Linked DNA regions of Mus musculus: region 1 is linked to region 2. The links are chromatin contacts, called in public promoter capture Hi-C maps. All regions are on one chromosome and are shown on one strand. Each heading gives the region's core, a stretch centred on a gene start, on an enhancer-like site or on the middle of the called end of the contact. The rest is flanking DNA. Distances are from core to core; before and after follow the strand shown. Region 1 holds the start of Asphd1 (aspartate beta-hydroxylase domain containing 1). Region 2 holds the start of Ypel3 (yippee like 3).

Region 1 (7,393 bases), core at 1,533-4,032, 170 kb after region 2:
CTCCTGGCTCAGCCTCCTGAGTTTCACCATACCTGGCATTTACAGTGGTAGCTCTGTGTGCCCAAAACGGGTACATTTTATACCAGCTGACAGGCATGATATGATTAAATAAATGCCTAAGGTTTCACAGCAAGAGGATAGGGGTGCAGATAGTCTAGCTTATGGGCCTAGCCCATATGCACAGTCACCCGGTAAAGAAGGCAGATGCCCCACAGGTGATTGGAGGAGCTGTGGCTCGCCCAAGGCTGTGCAGTCCCAAAACAGTGCTGCTGAGAGCAGATTGGCTGGAATCCCTCCAGGTCTTTGGTCCCCTGACCCACCAGAATGTGAGTCCTATTACCATTATGAGCCACTGTGTGCAGGAAGGAGTCGTCCACCAGGAGGCAGTGCCCTTCAGCCCAGCACTGGGGCTCACCACCAACAACCAACTCACAACCAGGAGGGATCTTCAGGCCTGTGAAGAGAGAATGGGAATGGAATCCACCATTCCTGCCTGTGTTCAGGGGGCCTGCCCACTCAATGGGCCTCACAGGCCAGATTCTGTGGAAGTCCTGCTTTGGGAAGCATATCTGTCATTTGGAAGAAATCTCCCCTAAACCATCTCCTCCTGGACTTTCTGTCAATTCAGTTCCAGAATCTACTGTGTACTGGGCACCTCTCCCATGAGGCAAAACTAATGGATCCAGTCTGACCCCAGGACCTTAGTCGAGTGTGCTGAGAAAACAGCCGACTCTGACGTAAGTAAGACATTCCGGAAAGTCGTCCTTAAGACTGGGTAGTGTTCCCAACCTTATGAAGGTTAAAAGTCCAACATGTGCATGGTATCTCCAGGGAGCAGCCAAAAAGCCCTCACCCAGGGACCAGGGGTTGGGATGAGCCCTGAGGCAGAGGGGTGGTCCCTGAGAAGCCCCAAGTCCTGTAAACTGGCAGGGAAACTGTTCTGTAGGAACTCCACGTCATGCCTCTGGGTGTCACATGGCACAGAGGGGTGAAGGCAGGTCTGGTAGGAAAAGTAGTATGCCCCAAATCATAAGATCCACCCAGCTGGCAGTACACAGAGATTTATGCTAAGCTGAAGTCATAATATTTACTTTCCCAATTTTCTTTCAATCTTTAGAACATTAGAAAATCTCAGGGGGCTAGGGAGATGGCTCAGCGGCTAAGAGCACTGCTTGCTTTTCCAGAGGTCCTGAGTTCAATTCCCAGCAACCACACGGTGGCTCACAATTATCTGTAGTGAGATCCGACGCCCTCTTCTGGTGTGTCTGAAAACAGAAAATGCCAGGTTGGTGCTATTGAACACCCCACTAACATTGCTACTTATCAGCGAAGAAGCCTAAATAAAGTAGGCTACCTACTGCTCACACCTTTGATCCCAGAACTCAGGAGGTAGTGGGAGGCAGATCTTAGTGAGTTTGAGGCCAACTGGCCTGTATTTAGATTCCAGGCCAGTACTACATAGTGAGATGTAGATTATCTCACTATACTCCCTAGACTAAATAAAAGAGAAATAAGACCCAGGCTTGCCTCAGACTTGTGATCCTCGCCTCAGTCTCCCAGGTGCTGAGATTACAGGCATGCAAGACCATGCCCTGCTCCAAGCAGTCTCTTTTTACAATTTAAAATTCATTTTCTGGGTATTTCCTCTTCAGGGCAAGTAACACTGACCACTTACATTTCAGTGAGAATTTCTTTTAAGTTAAAAGGGGGGAGGGTGGCTGGTGGTTGGAGACAAAGAGTCAGCGTGGGACACTGTGTAAGCCACCACTGACTGGATAGATGCATAAAAACAGAACTCAGATCTGGTTGGGGAAGATTCTGAGAAAAGAACCAAAGTGCAGAAAGAGGTAGTAAAGTAGGAAAGATGGAAGGTTTGTAGACAGGCTATACTCACCCAGATGGCATCTAACCCGAGCATTGGTGGGTCCACAGCGGCCCTCAAGCCGGGCCCCAGGCAGTAGAACGGAAAAGCCAGCATTGCCGAAGGTATTGGCACTCATGAAGCTCCGTAGCCCCCTCAGTGCCCGATAGGCTCCTGGGCACCGCCGGCAGTTGCTGGGTTGGCATCGGCCTGCTTGGTACAGCAGGAGCTGGTAGCACCCAGGGGCCAGGGGTGGGGACCAGCCCCGAGGCAGAGGAGTAGTTCCTGAGAAGTCCCAGCTCACAGCCCCGAAGTCCCGCAAAATGGCGGGAAAGCTGCTCTGTAGGAGCTCCACGTCATGCCTCTGGGCATCACGTGGTACAAAGGGGGACGAAGGCAGGTCTGGTAGAAAAAGTAAGCCAGGGCGCTGAATGCCCATGACCCCTGCCCCTCCTGTGAGGCCAGAGCCTCCCTGAGCTGCCCGCCTCACCCTACCCATCCCAGCCCAGGAGTAACGCCTGGCATAGGCCCGAAGCCGCCTGCTCACTAGACCTTCTGCCCTGGGTCCTTCTCCAGAATCCCCAAGGCCCCTTGGGCCAGTCTGAGAACATACATCAGGCATACCACTAACACCCCCAGCTCGGCTCCCGGTCCCCAGGGCCTGCATGTCTTGGGAACCCAGTCGGTAGCAATACCAAAGGAACAGAGAAGTGAGGGCTCCGAGGAGCATAGTAAGGGCTGAGGAGCCTAGAGGCAGTGGCCATGGAAACATGATAGGCAAAGAGGCCCTGGCTAAGTGGCAAGCTGCATCTTGCAGACCCCAGCTCCCTGGTACCCCCAGTTCTCCACCTGACCCCTCGATGACTGCTTCCTGATTCCCTCCCTTCCACATCCCCACTCCTGTTCACTCCTCCTACAGGCCCCCCAACAAACCTTCCCCTCACTTCCCTCTTTCTTTCTCCCCTTCCTTTTCTATTTGTCTCCACTCGGAGATCACTCTTGTTCTCTCTTCCTTCTGTGGTTCCTCTCTCCTTTCCCCTTCCCGCAGTCTCCTCTTCCTTTCCTCTCTCCACCCTCAGTCTCCCAGTCTCAGCTGGTTTCTCCTCCCTCCACTCCAGCCCCCCTTTCCTTATCGACCCCTTCTTTTTCTTCTAGCTTCCCCTGACAACAGCGGTTCCTACTCCACCTGGCCCGCAGCCCCACTCTATAGCGGCTCTTTCTCTTTCCTCTCTCCTTGACCTGTCTTCTCCCTCGAAAGGGTCGGGTCTGTCCTCTCCGATTCCCGACCTCCTACACACCCCTTCTTGGGCGCCCACTCACCCTGACGTCACTCCTTCCCGCAACCCTCTCTGTTTAGCTACCCAGGACCCCTCCCAGAGGCAGCCGCAGCCCAGCCCTGCAAGGGGGGTGGGGGGAGACTTCTCTCTGGATTTGCCGCTCCAGACCCCCTCCCCCAGCCCTGACCGAGCGCCACGTGGGGTACAGGGACACAGTGCCAACCTCTAGCCGCCCCGCAATGCGAAAAGAAGGGCAGGGCAGACTCGGGGGCGGGGCGAGAGCCCTGACCCGCTCGTGAGGCCGGTGCTCTGGAACTGCGAGTCCGGCCGTGGGCCTGCGGGTCCCTGGAGAGGTCGGCCTGTGACTCCCCTTTCCCCTGGCTTGGCTACGCCAGAGCCAGCACAGAGCAAGACGCGGGTTCGCGAAAGCGGCTTCAGCCAATCAGTGGCTTCAAGGCCGCCCGTGCAGGCGGGGCCGGGAGCTGTCCTCGCGCCCAGGTGCTGAAAGGGCACTCGCTTGCTCAGTGGCAGAGCCAGTAGATCACGGGTGGTAGCCGCTAGGCTGCAGGTCTCTGTCAGGTCGCCTGCTAGAGAAGGGAGTCTCAACACATACCCATCAGGCTCCTTACAAACCTGGATACTCCCCATTTTCCTGCGGGAGGGGCGAGCCCATCCCACCTGAGCTTCCATAAAGGGCATAGTGAAGGCCCGCGGGGAGGTCCGGGTGTGGACAGAGGACATACTGGACAGGCCAGGAAGACGTGAACCAAGCTGTGCCTACTCTTGACACCTTAGGAAGACCAGGTGCAGATACCAGATGTTCTGGAATGGCGCCGGGAGGGAACCTAATTACTACTGGGACCAGAGTTTCCTTCCTCTCCCCTAGGGGCCTCGGGAAGTGCAGTCCTGGCTCGGCATCCCTCCTTCCTCCATCTGCACTTCCTCCTCCTCCCTCGTCAGAGAATAAATCCCAGGCCCCTCCTTTCACCCGTCCCCAGGATCTGACGTGGGCTTGACACCTTTCTCAGCTTCTCCCTCCCGCAGCTCCAGTGGCCGAGCTTCAGCTTCCCTGGTTCCGCAACCCTTTCCCTCTTCCTCTCCGAGATAAGCCCCGGTTGAACCTCATAAGGGCCCTCTGGATCCTCAAGCCCACCCTGGACCCTCGGAAGCTGCCTTTCCCCTCCCACTTTCCCCGGCTATCTATCTATCCATCCCGATGGGCCCAAGCTCCCGAACAAGGGGATAACCTTCGGCCCTCTCGGCCCCACCCCCCGCAGCGGGAGCCGCGCCCCCCTTTGCCATAGATCGCAGAGCAAAGGATAAAGATTGAGCAAAAGGGGGCGGACTCCAAGCAACCTCTAGGCCAATTCTGCTTCTCCATCCCAAAGGAAGAAAATTTGCCTTCCTTTGCCGACCCTTAGCAGGAAAGCAAAATTAAAGGAAAAGATAAAAGGACGCAGAGGGAAAGTGACAGCGAGATTATTCAGAAGAGCCACAGAGGAGAGAAATTAGTGTGAGTCGCCATGGGGACTCCCAAGGCCCAGCACCCGCCGCCTTCCCAGCTGCTGCTCCTAATTCTGCTGAGCTGTGCCTGGATTGAGGGTAAGGACATGTGGGGGTGGGCCCTGGGAAGGTTCTCGCGGGTCTTCTACCTTCTTTCTCTGAAGATATTGAGTCTTCCGAGCTTGTGGGGGAGGGGAGGGGCACAGTTGACTGGGAAGGGGCAAGCCAAGGCTCTTTGACTGTTACACGGAGCCCTTGAACTCCTAATTTTAAGGAGATAGAGAAATGAATAAGAAGAGCATTTAGTTGTATCTTAGGGGTTAAAATTCGGGAAGAAGAGCTGAGGGAAGTTGGGTGGATTTCTGCGGAGGCGGTAGAAGCAGGCAGGGTACCTGGGTGGGAGATGGAGGTACTGGGAGAGATGCCAGGCGCTGTACACACAAATGTTCTTGGACATATGGACAAAGGCAGATGAACACAATCAGGGATATTCAATCCCTGACTCTACTCTGATCCCCAACCAGAGTCTAGAGAAGGCACAGAGGCTGCAAAGACTGCAGAGAGAGAGAGAGAGAGAGAGAGAGAGAGAGAGAGAGAGAGAGAGAGAGAGAGAGTCTGCAGAGGCAAAAACCCTGAGAGAAAGCTGGCACTGCGGAAGCAGTCTGGGAGATGCTGTCAGACTCTCCTCAGAGTTTAGGGATCAGGGGAGTATTTCACTGGGGAGGAATAGAAAGCAGTCCCAAAGCACACCCTGCTAGAGCTGTCCAGGGTTAGTACTAATTAAGGTTCTCACTGAAGGCCCAGAGACCAGGAGCTGGAACTCAGTGAGGGAGAGGGCAGATTGGAGCCACTCCTCTGATCTTGGCTCTCAACCCAGCCTGGGACTCCCTGAGTGTCCGATAAGATGTGCTCTGGGGAGCATCTCTCCAGATAAGGACAGGATGTAGAGGAATGGAGAGGTTCACAGGACTTCACCTCCTAGGTCTGCCCCTGAAGGAGGATGAGATGATGCCAGAGCCTGGAAGTGAGACTCCCACAGTGGCCTCTGAGGACCTGGCTGAGCTGCTCCATGGGGCTTTGCTGCGGAAGGGCCCAGAGATCGGCTTCTTGCCGGGTGAGGCCCACAGTGTGGCATAGGAGTAGAGAGAGAGGCTATGTCGCTGAGAGCTGGAGTGCCTGGCTAGAGGGAAGGCGGGTTAGAGAGAGTTCTGTGGGAGAGACCCCCTAGGAAGCTGAGAAAGAGTCAAAGCTGGCCCTCGACAGAACCAGAGACAGGGACAAAATGAGGAACAGTCAAGAGGTCATGTATACAGAGAGAAAAATGTGAATTCAGACAACCAGAGTCACAAAAATGGCGAGACAGAGAGAGATATAAAACCAGATCATAAAACTAGGATCATAAAACCAGAGAGCAATAAGAATGCTAAGCATAAAAAAGCTCCAGAGAGAGCTAAACAGAGAGGAGAGAGAGAGAGAGAGAGAGAGAGAGAGAGAGAGAGAGAGAGAGAGAGAAGGCAGGAGTGAGAGCCAGAACTGGGGGTGGGGAGAGGCTCAAGGGGGCCGTTAAGACGGTGGTGAAAAAGAAAAAGGGAGTTTTAGCTACAAAATCTTGAGAGAATGTGGGGAGCCTGTGTGGGTAGGGGAAATGGAGCCTGTACCCTGTGGGGAGGCTTTGGGGTGTTTATTCTAAGCTGTTCCCCACCCCCATGGGCCAATTTGCTGCTCCTGTGTGCTGACTACCCTTAAACTATCTCAGGATCTGACCCAGACCCCACACTAGCCACCCCTCCAGCCGGCCAGACTCTTGCAGCACCTTCCCTGCCACGTGCCACTGAGCCAGGGACAGGGCCTCTGACGACAGCTGTCACCCCCAAGGGAGTCAGGGGGGCAGGCCCCACCGCGCCAGAGCTGCTGACCCCACCCCCTGGAACTACAGCCCCGCCCCCGCCTGGCCCCGCCTCCCCAGTCCCACCCCTCAGGCCTGAGGGAGGAGAGGAGGAAACCACCACCACCATCATCACCACAACAACTGTCACCACCACTGTCACCAGCCCAGGTGAGGTGATGGAAAGGGCATAGATGCTCCTGTGTGGGACTGGCTGAGGGAAAGCTGCTTGGATCACGTGGAAGGAGATTTAGGTACAGGTCAGAGAGGGGTAATGACACAGGCCAGCGTTAAGGTCCAAGGGCTGTTCTGTGGGCTTCCATCCATATTGTAGTTGGGGAAGGAAAGTCTCAGGTGAGGTAGAAAGGGTGCACAGGATAACGATGGTGAAGGGTGGTGGGGATACAGGCGAGCCCTGAAGATGCTCGGCGGGGAGGGCATCACGCAGGACCTCTCAGTCCCAGCTGCTTACATCTCTTTAGTTCTGTGCAATAACAACATCTCGGAGGGCGAAGGGTTTGTGGAGTCTCCGGACTTGGGGAGCACTGCCAGCCGCTCCGTGGAGCTCCTAGATTGCACCTACAGCATCCATGTCTACCCTGGTTATGGCATTGAGATTCAGGTACTTTTCTGTGGTGCCTATTGAGTGTGACTGAACCTGGCCTGGGAATTGGTGAACCTTTTTTCTGAATTAGATGATCTCAAAAGACTTCTGCAACCTGGGTGGTTTACTGGAGGGTTGGGGCTTAGGCTGTCATGTAACCCCTCCCCCTTCTGACATCCCCTGGCCTCCGTGTATCTGGCTTCTCTAGGTGCAGACACTCAACCTGTCTCAGGAGGAAGAACTTCTGGTGTTGGCCGGTGGGG
Region 2 (6,991 bases), core at 977-3,476:
TGTTTGTGTTTGATTTGTTTTGTAGTACTGGGAATCAAACCCAGGGCTTTGCACATAAGAGGCCAGGGTTAAACCATTGAGCAACAGCCCCAGCTCTTGGATTGTTTGTCACAGGTCTCATACAGCCCAGGCTGGCCCTTGAACTCCCTGTGTAACACAAGGTATCTTTGCATTCCTTTCCCTTCTATCTCGGTGCTATAAAAACAAACATTGTACCACCACACTAAGAGCTTTACTTTTGTTTTTATTGAATTCCTTGTTTGTTTTGAGACAATGTTTCACTGTCAACTCTGGCTGGCCTAAAACTTACTATATAGACCTGGCCTAAAACTTGCAGAGATCCACCTACCTCTGCATCCTGAGTTCTGAGACTGTTCAACTGCAAGTTCATGTAATTACATGGTTTATGTATTTGTTTTTGAGGCAGAGGCTTACTAGCTAACCCCAGCGGGCTGCTACTCTGTGTAGCCCAGATGGCCTCCCAAGTGCAGAGTTACAAACATGCATGGCCACACTTGGCTCCAAGATCCTATACCTAAGTTTTGACAGGAGCTGTGTTTAATAACCAATTTGGAAATTTCTAAAAAAGATAACCATCAGCTCCAGGACACCCGGTTCTGGGAGGTCTGTGCAGAAGGAGGGGCTGCCACCTCCTGGACGCGAAAGGAAGCTTGGGGTTGGTGTTTGGAAACTAACTTGTTTTCTTCCTCTGTTCAGGTGCTATTTTGGTGCCTTAATGAAGAATCGGATTTTGAAGTGGCCTTCAGCTTGGGAGCCAATGGCGTCATGACCGATTACCCCACAGCCCTGAGACACTACCTGGACAAGCAGGAAGAAGAGACCCAGCCTCCTCAGCCTGAGGCCCTGTCCTGTCTTTCTCTTAAAAAATAAATATTTTCTTGTCAGTAACATAGTTCATGGAACAAGGGGTTGGAGGGTCGATTCGGGAGGCTAAAAAGATGGCATTAGCGGCTGGGGATGGAAGTTGGTGGTAGAAGGCTTGCATACCATGAATGCAGCTCAGAGTTTACTGCAAGCAAGTGCACATAGCATCTTAGGAGAGATCAAGAAAGCCTGTGGTGAGCTAGGCCTAGGCTTTAACCTCAGTACTTGGAAGGCAGAGGCAGGTGGATTTCTGTGAGTTATAATGCCAGGGCTACAAAGTGAGACTCTGCCCACTGACACCCCTGCAAATAAAAGCCTGGGGGTGTCAGTAGGCTGGCCCACTTGTTCCACTACATTCCAGACCCAGCAGAGTGGCACCACACCCTGTGCCAGCTTGGCCTCCACTCTAAAGCATGCTAGCCCAAGCGTCCTGGACCTAGACTCTAGAGATTCAGAGATGAGTGGTTGTCCTGAAACCATTAAGAGACCCAGGCATATGCAAGGGACGGAATTTCCTCATGTTACTGATGTTGGGCACCTTATGTGCTGAGCTGTACTGCAGCAGGCAGGCATGGATTAGCTCGCAGGCTCTCCCACAGTACCTGCTGTCCACTTTCTGATCTCCAACATTGGAGTTCATTTAATAAATATTCCCAGTGCAGCACTTTTCAAGCCTGCCTGGTTCCTGGGACTCTGCAGTGAACACAAGTCTAAGTATACCAGACACACGATTAAACAGACATTTTCACTGGGGTCAGACCTACAGAAACCTCGAGGTCAGGCATACCAGAGAATGCCTGGAGCAGATGATGCTCAGCAGTAGAGATTTTTAAAGCGTTGGTTCCTGGGAGTCTAATAGAAGGACACCTTTAGTTCCCTTCTAACAATCTGTTCCACGTGCTTGGGAAAAGTGTGAATTCCAACTTTGACTCTTACCATCTGGATAATCTCTGGAGAGGATCTCTTCTCCAAGCCTCAGGAAACTGGTCAAATGGAGACAGTGGTCTGTGGATAAACGAAGACAATTACGACTATTTCCCAGGGGTTTGCATACAGATAACACGCTCTTATTAGCCCCATGCCGGGTTAGGATCCTTGTCTCTGAGCACCCGAGATAGCAGAGCAGCAGAGGTGCAATCACGCCCGGGTTAGCCTCTGGGTTAGGCTGCAAGTCGTAGCCGCATTTCCGGGCGAGACGGCTAGCGGGAGCCCGGAGCAGGGGGAAGGGCAGCCCAGCCTGCGCTGGCCGCCGTATGACGCGCCCCCTCATTTGCATGAGGCGCTCCGATTGGCCACGAAGGCCGCCGGGACAGGAGGCCGGCCCCCTCCCCCTCCCGCCGCAGCCGCGGCAGCAGCTGGTCTCGGTGTAAACAAGTCGAGGCGGCTGTGAACCGGGCCGGGGGGGACGGCGCCCATCAGGAGCGCCCCCCACTCCCAGGCCAGGCCACCCCGCGGACCGGGCCCTCCACGCGCCCAGGCGAGGTGAGGCCTGGACCGACGTCTCTGCGCGTTGCCCCGCGCCCCCGCCCCGCAAGCGAGGACTGCCCCTTCCCCCGCGCACGCCCCCATCCCCTCGCCCCAGGTGAGCCCCGGGGTCTCAGGTAAGGCTTGGCGATGCAGGTAAGATTCCCCTCGGCGGAGATGAGGCTCAGCGCCTGCAGGTAAAAACCCCTCCTCTCTCTAGGGGACCCTCTTCCTTTGGGGAGGCCTGCCTCCTCCAGGTGAGAGACCCTTTCCCCAAGCGAACTCCATATACCCCACATTTGCCCTATCACTAGTCCAACTAGGGTCCCAAGGACCAGTCAGTTTCTGCCCCCCCCCCCCATTCCTCAAAACTGAAAACTGGCAGCCCATCCACTCTGAAGCCCCTTCTTCACGTTTCAGATGCCAGTTCAGATGCCAGCTCAGCAGGGGTGAGGCCAGAAGCTGGTGGGTGACTCACCTAGAGCTCCTCCTAGCCTCAGTTTACCCGCTGATGCAACCTGAGGCCTCCTCAGTGAGTCAAAACTGAGATGACTCTGGTCCCTGGTGAGACTGCTGGCTCTAGGGAAAGGAGAGAGCAGCCAAGTGTGACAGAGTCCCCATAGTTCTGGGCTTGTCTACATGTGTGTGGCCTTAGTCCTGATCGTCCACCTCTCCTTCCTGGCAGGCACTGGGCTCCCTCTGCTCCCCGTGGGCCGCTCCCCGCGTGGGGCCACTGCCCTTGGCCCCCGCCATGGTGCGGATTTCAAAGCCCAAGACGTTTCAGGCCTACTTGGATGACTGTCACCGGAGGTATAGCTGTGCCCACTGCCGTGCTCACCTGGCCAACCACGACGACCTCATCTCCAAGGTAAGCAGGTCACATTTTAGTCTAGAATGGCAATGGGCTGCCTGGCAACTCCCCACCAATAGCCCTAACCCCCTCCTCTCGTCTCCCCACTACCCTCCAGTCCTTCCAGGGCAGTCAGGGACGTGCCTACCTCTTCAACTCTGTGTGAGTATTCATCTCCTTCCTTTCTTTTCCTGACCTCTGTTGTGACCTGTGACTCCCTGGTATGCTGATATTCCCAGAGTCCCTTGTTTCTGACAGGAAGCCATGATCAGGCTCCTCTTAGAGGCTAAGACCAGACACTTAACATACTAGCTAGAGGGTGGCTCTGGGCTGCTGAGACCCTCCCTGGGACTACCCTTTGTCCCCACAGAGTGAATGTGGGCTGCGGGCCAGCAGAAGAGCGGGTGCTGCTGACAGGTCTTCATGCTGTCGCTGACATCCACTGTGAGAACTGCAAGACCACTTTGGGCTGGAAATATGTGAGTTTGAGATCTCTGACCCTAGGCTGGCCTTTGACCTAACCTCATCCCTTCTTCCTTAAAAGTATCTGCCTTTGCCTTTCAGAGTACCAGTGGCCCAGCACAAACTGGCTTTCTTTCCCCAGTGACTGGCGTTTGTCCATTGCAGGGCTTTGAGGGTGTTCTCTTCCCTCGAAGGATTTGCACCCCTGTCCTAGATGATTAGCATCATGTAGAATCACCATTTATCAATTGCTTATCTGCCATGCATGTGAACACATGGCACATAGTCTCTCGATCATTACAGCTATTCTGGTGGCAGAGTCTGTTCCAGAAGACAAGGAGGTCTGAAGATGCTAGGACATTTGCCCAAGATCACACAACTAAGACTCTGTAGCAATGTGGAAACTAGGTCCCCAGATCTCTGCATAGCTCCTGTCACTTCTGATGCTGTCTAGCATCTGATTTCACAACCTCAAGTCTCATTTCCTTACCTGGCATGGGAGCATAAAGCCACTACCTGGCACAGAATATCATTGTGAGAGTCAGATTACACGTAACAAAGTTATTCCTTATACACTTGAGGATAGCATAGGGAATTGGGCACTTGGCATGTTTCTAGAAGCTGGATGCCCCATTGCAAAGACAGTCCTAATCTTACTTTACCTCTGACCCTGCCACAGATTTCCTGTGTGTCTTTGCACAGGTGGCTTGGCCCCTCTGAAATCCTAAAATGTAGCCTAGACCAGAGGTTAAAAACTCAAATGTCAGCAGTGTGTGGTGGCGCACGCCTTTAATCTCAGCACTGAGGAAGCAGAGGCAGATGATGTCTGAGTTCTAGGCCAGCCTAGTGAGCTCCAGGACACCCAGGGCTATGTAGACCCTGTCTCAAAGTACAACAAAATCCTTCAAATGTCTATAAGACCAAGCAGAACCGGGCGTGGTGGCACACGCCTTTAATCCCAGCACTTGGGAGGCAGAGGCAGGCGGATTTCTGAGTTCAAGGCCAACCTGGTCTACTGAGTGAGTTCCAGGACAGCCAGGACTGCACAGAGAAACCCTGTCTCGAAAAACAAAAGCAAAAACAAAACAAAAAAAGAGCAAGCAGATACTGTGGGTTTATAAATGGGTAGATATAGGGCAGAGAAAGCAGGCTGGGGCAAAATGAAGTGAGTATATATATAGTTATCATTTAGTTGTAAGTTTTATTGTTTTTTTTTTTTTTTTAATGTGGTGCTTGTATTGAATCCAGGCCCTCCCACAAGATAAACATCCCCAACTCCTAAAGTTGTTTATATTAAGCTCTCTGCTATCTAAACAAAACTACCTTAGGTTGAAATGGCCCTTAGGCCACCAGTTTGTAATCCTTGGACCTTGAAATCTTGTAGGGGCTTCCAAATCCTCCCTGTTGGAGCTGTCATTGATTTTCAGAACTACCCGTGCTTCAGAGTTCTCTCTCTTCCCAGTGAGGAAAAGTGGTGTCTGGGCAGGCAGCTGAGCTTCTCTGGGCCACAGGGTTTTTTGTTTTTTGTTTTTCATATATAAACCAAGACCAATGGTATTCATTCCCAAAACCCCATTGCCTAGTGGTAAAAGTATTGTCTGTGCCTGGCAGCCCTTTCTCTCCTTCCAGGAGCAAGCCTTTGAGAGCAGCCAGAAGTACAAAGAGGGGAAATACATCATTGAACTCAACCACATGATCAAAGACAACGGCTGGGACTGACCTAGCTCCTGCCGCATGTGGCTTCAGCCTGGCCTGGCCGCCAGGGGGAGCCACTGGTTTCGCTCCTCCTGAAGGGAGCTCTGGACCCTCAGGGCCCCCACAGGGGAAGGACCCAGCTCCTGTACATACATTTTATTGCATGCACTGTGACCTTGGGGGGAGACAAAGAGGGGGATTGTACCCCCACCCCCTGCACCTCCCTGCGATCTGGCTGGCTTGGATCTCATTTTTTAACCCCTTCCTGTCTTGCCTGTCCCATAGATAAGGCCTGTGTGCTGCTCTCATGGCCCTGGTGCACCACCTTTCTGTGAATCTCTCCCACTGGATCCCTCTTACCTGCAACGTGTCTGTTCTCGTTCTGTAGCATTTGTAAATAATAAAACAATGGAATGGAGACAGCCCCTGGCTCACATGGAATACAGAGAGGGGACCTGGAATCCAAGTTCCTTCCCTATAGATGGGTTCCATTCAGAGCCCTCAGCAGGGGGAATGGAGTAGGAACAGTAGACCAAACTAATCTTGCTCCTGACATCTTGCCTATGTTAGTCCTGGCTTTCGTTCCTCGGGGGCAAGCGTCAGAGAAGACCACCAATTCTCTGGCTTTGCCGCCCCAGTCTGAACTACAATTCCCAGGGATCCCAGCACAGGTTGCCTGTGGCCTTTACGTGCGACTGGCGCGGTGCCTACTGGGAAGTGTAGTTGAAATGTTCTCGGCGTGAGACCTTGCGCTTTTTGCACGAGATACCATAGATGTGTAACTGTGCACGCCCCTCAACTTTTGAGACTTGGAGGCTTTTCAGACTATAAACCAGGGAGGACTCTAGGCTTTAGTCCTCTGCCTCGGTCTCTTGAAGATGCCCAGTGTCTGGCGTATCAGCTCAGACATCAACCCTGCACTTGTCCTCGCGTTCACTTCGCAAGGCTAGTCCTCCAAGTGAAAAAAAGGGAGGGGGTCACCTTCCAGAAAGTCTGGGGCTTTAGGGTCTAACCCGGGATCCTAGGCTCGGTGCCAGGATCCAGATCCCACCCCTGCCCCCTAGCCGGTCTGCCCCCACCGTGGGAACGGAGACCAGCTGGCCGGAAGCGCCAAACTGCGTCCCTGTCTTAGCCCTAGGGATCAATCAGACCGAGGAGTTAATTATGTAATGAGGGGGTAGGGGGTCGGGACTAGTGAAGCTGCGAGGGAGAGGGGAGGGTACCCAGGTATCCGGCCTCCTCTTGGACCCCTTCTAGGCCCCAGGGGTCTCCATTCCAGCCCACCTCCAGGGCCCCAAGGAGGGGAGGGGCTGTGATCTCTGGTTTGGAAGGGGCTGTGCTGTGAGCTATAAAGGGGGCATCCCTTAGACCCCGGATTCTAGCAACGGGACACAAGGCCAGAAGAAACTACAACATGTACCATCCACGAGAGTTGTACCCCTCCCTGGGGACTGGCTACCGTCTGGGACACCCCCAGCCTGGGGCAGACTCCACCTTCCCACCTGCCCTGACAGAGGGTTACCGCTACCCTGGTGAGCGGTTGGATTGGCTCTGGGTAAGGGGCAGGAAACTGGGAATATGTGGCCCTCCCCTGGATCCTCATTCTTCCCACATCTCCAGATTTGGATACTTCTA

Evidence for each region. Capture Hi-C pulls out chosen DNA fragments and counts their contacts.
Region 1: a contact with region 2 is called in a promoter capture Hi-C map of adipose tissue. The contact joins the promoter of Asphd1 here to the promoter of Ypel3 in region 2. A contact is called at or near these places in 3 of 39 promoter capture datasets (embryonic stem cells and neural stem cells), 1 of 484 Hi-C or Micro-C datasets (the G1E-ER4 cell line), 3 of 115 datasets of contacts at active chromatin or transcription factors (embryonic midbrain, embryonic stem cells and pancreatic cancer cells) and 3 of 9 other capture datasets (adipose tissue, liver and pancreatic islet).

What each region holds. Positions count from the first base shown.
Region 1 is chr7:126,946,377-126,953,769 of GRCm38.p6, forward strand. Asphd1 (aspartate beta-hydroxylase domain containing 1) reads right to left here and starts at 2,783. Exons shown (of 3, transcript NM_001347657.2): 1 at 1,895-2,783; 2 at 341-454. The coding sequence starts at 2,753. Sez6l2 (seizure related 6 homolog like 2) reads left to right here and starts at 4,159. Exons shown (of 18, transcript NM_144926.5): 1 at 4,159-4,740; 2 at 5,624-5,755; 3 at 6,398-6,697; 4 at 7,009-7,148; 5 at 7,339-7,393. The coding sequence starts at 4,662. It also overlaps a transcript of Kctd13 not described here.
Region 2 is chr7:126,774,737-126,781,727 of GRCm38.p6, forward strand. Ypel3 (yippee like 3) reads left to right here and starts at 2,227. Exons shown (of 5, transcript NM_025347.3): 1 at 2,227-2,367; 2 at 3,035-3,217; 3 at 3,318-3,361; 4 at 3,570-3,678; 5 at 5,291-5,774. The coding sequence starts at 3,101. The coding sequence ends at 5,380. Gdpd3 (glycerophosphodiester phosphodiesterase domain containing 3) reads left to right here. Exons shown (of 10, transcript NM_024228.2): 10 at 718-909. The coding sequence ends at 891. It overlaps Tbx6 (T-box 6), which reads left to right and starts at 6,747. Exons shown (of 8, transcript NM_011538.2): 1 at 6,747-6,888; 2 at 6,977-6,991. The coding sequence starts at 6,771.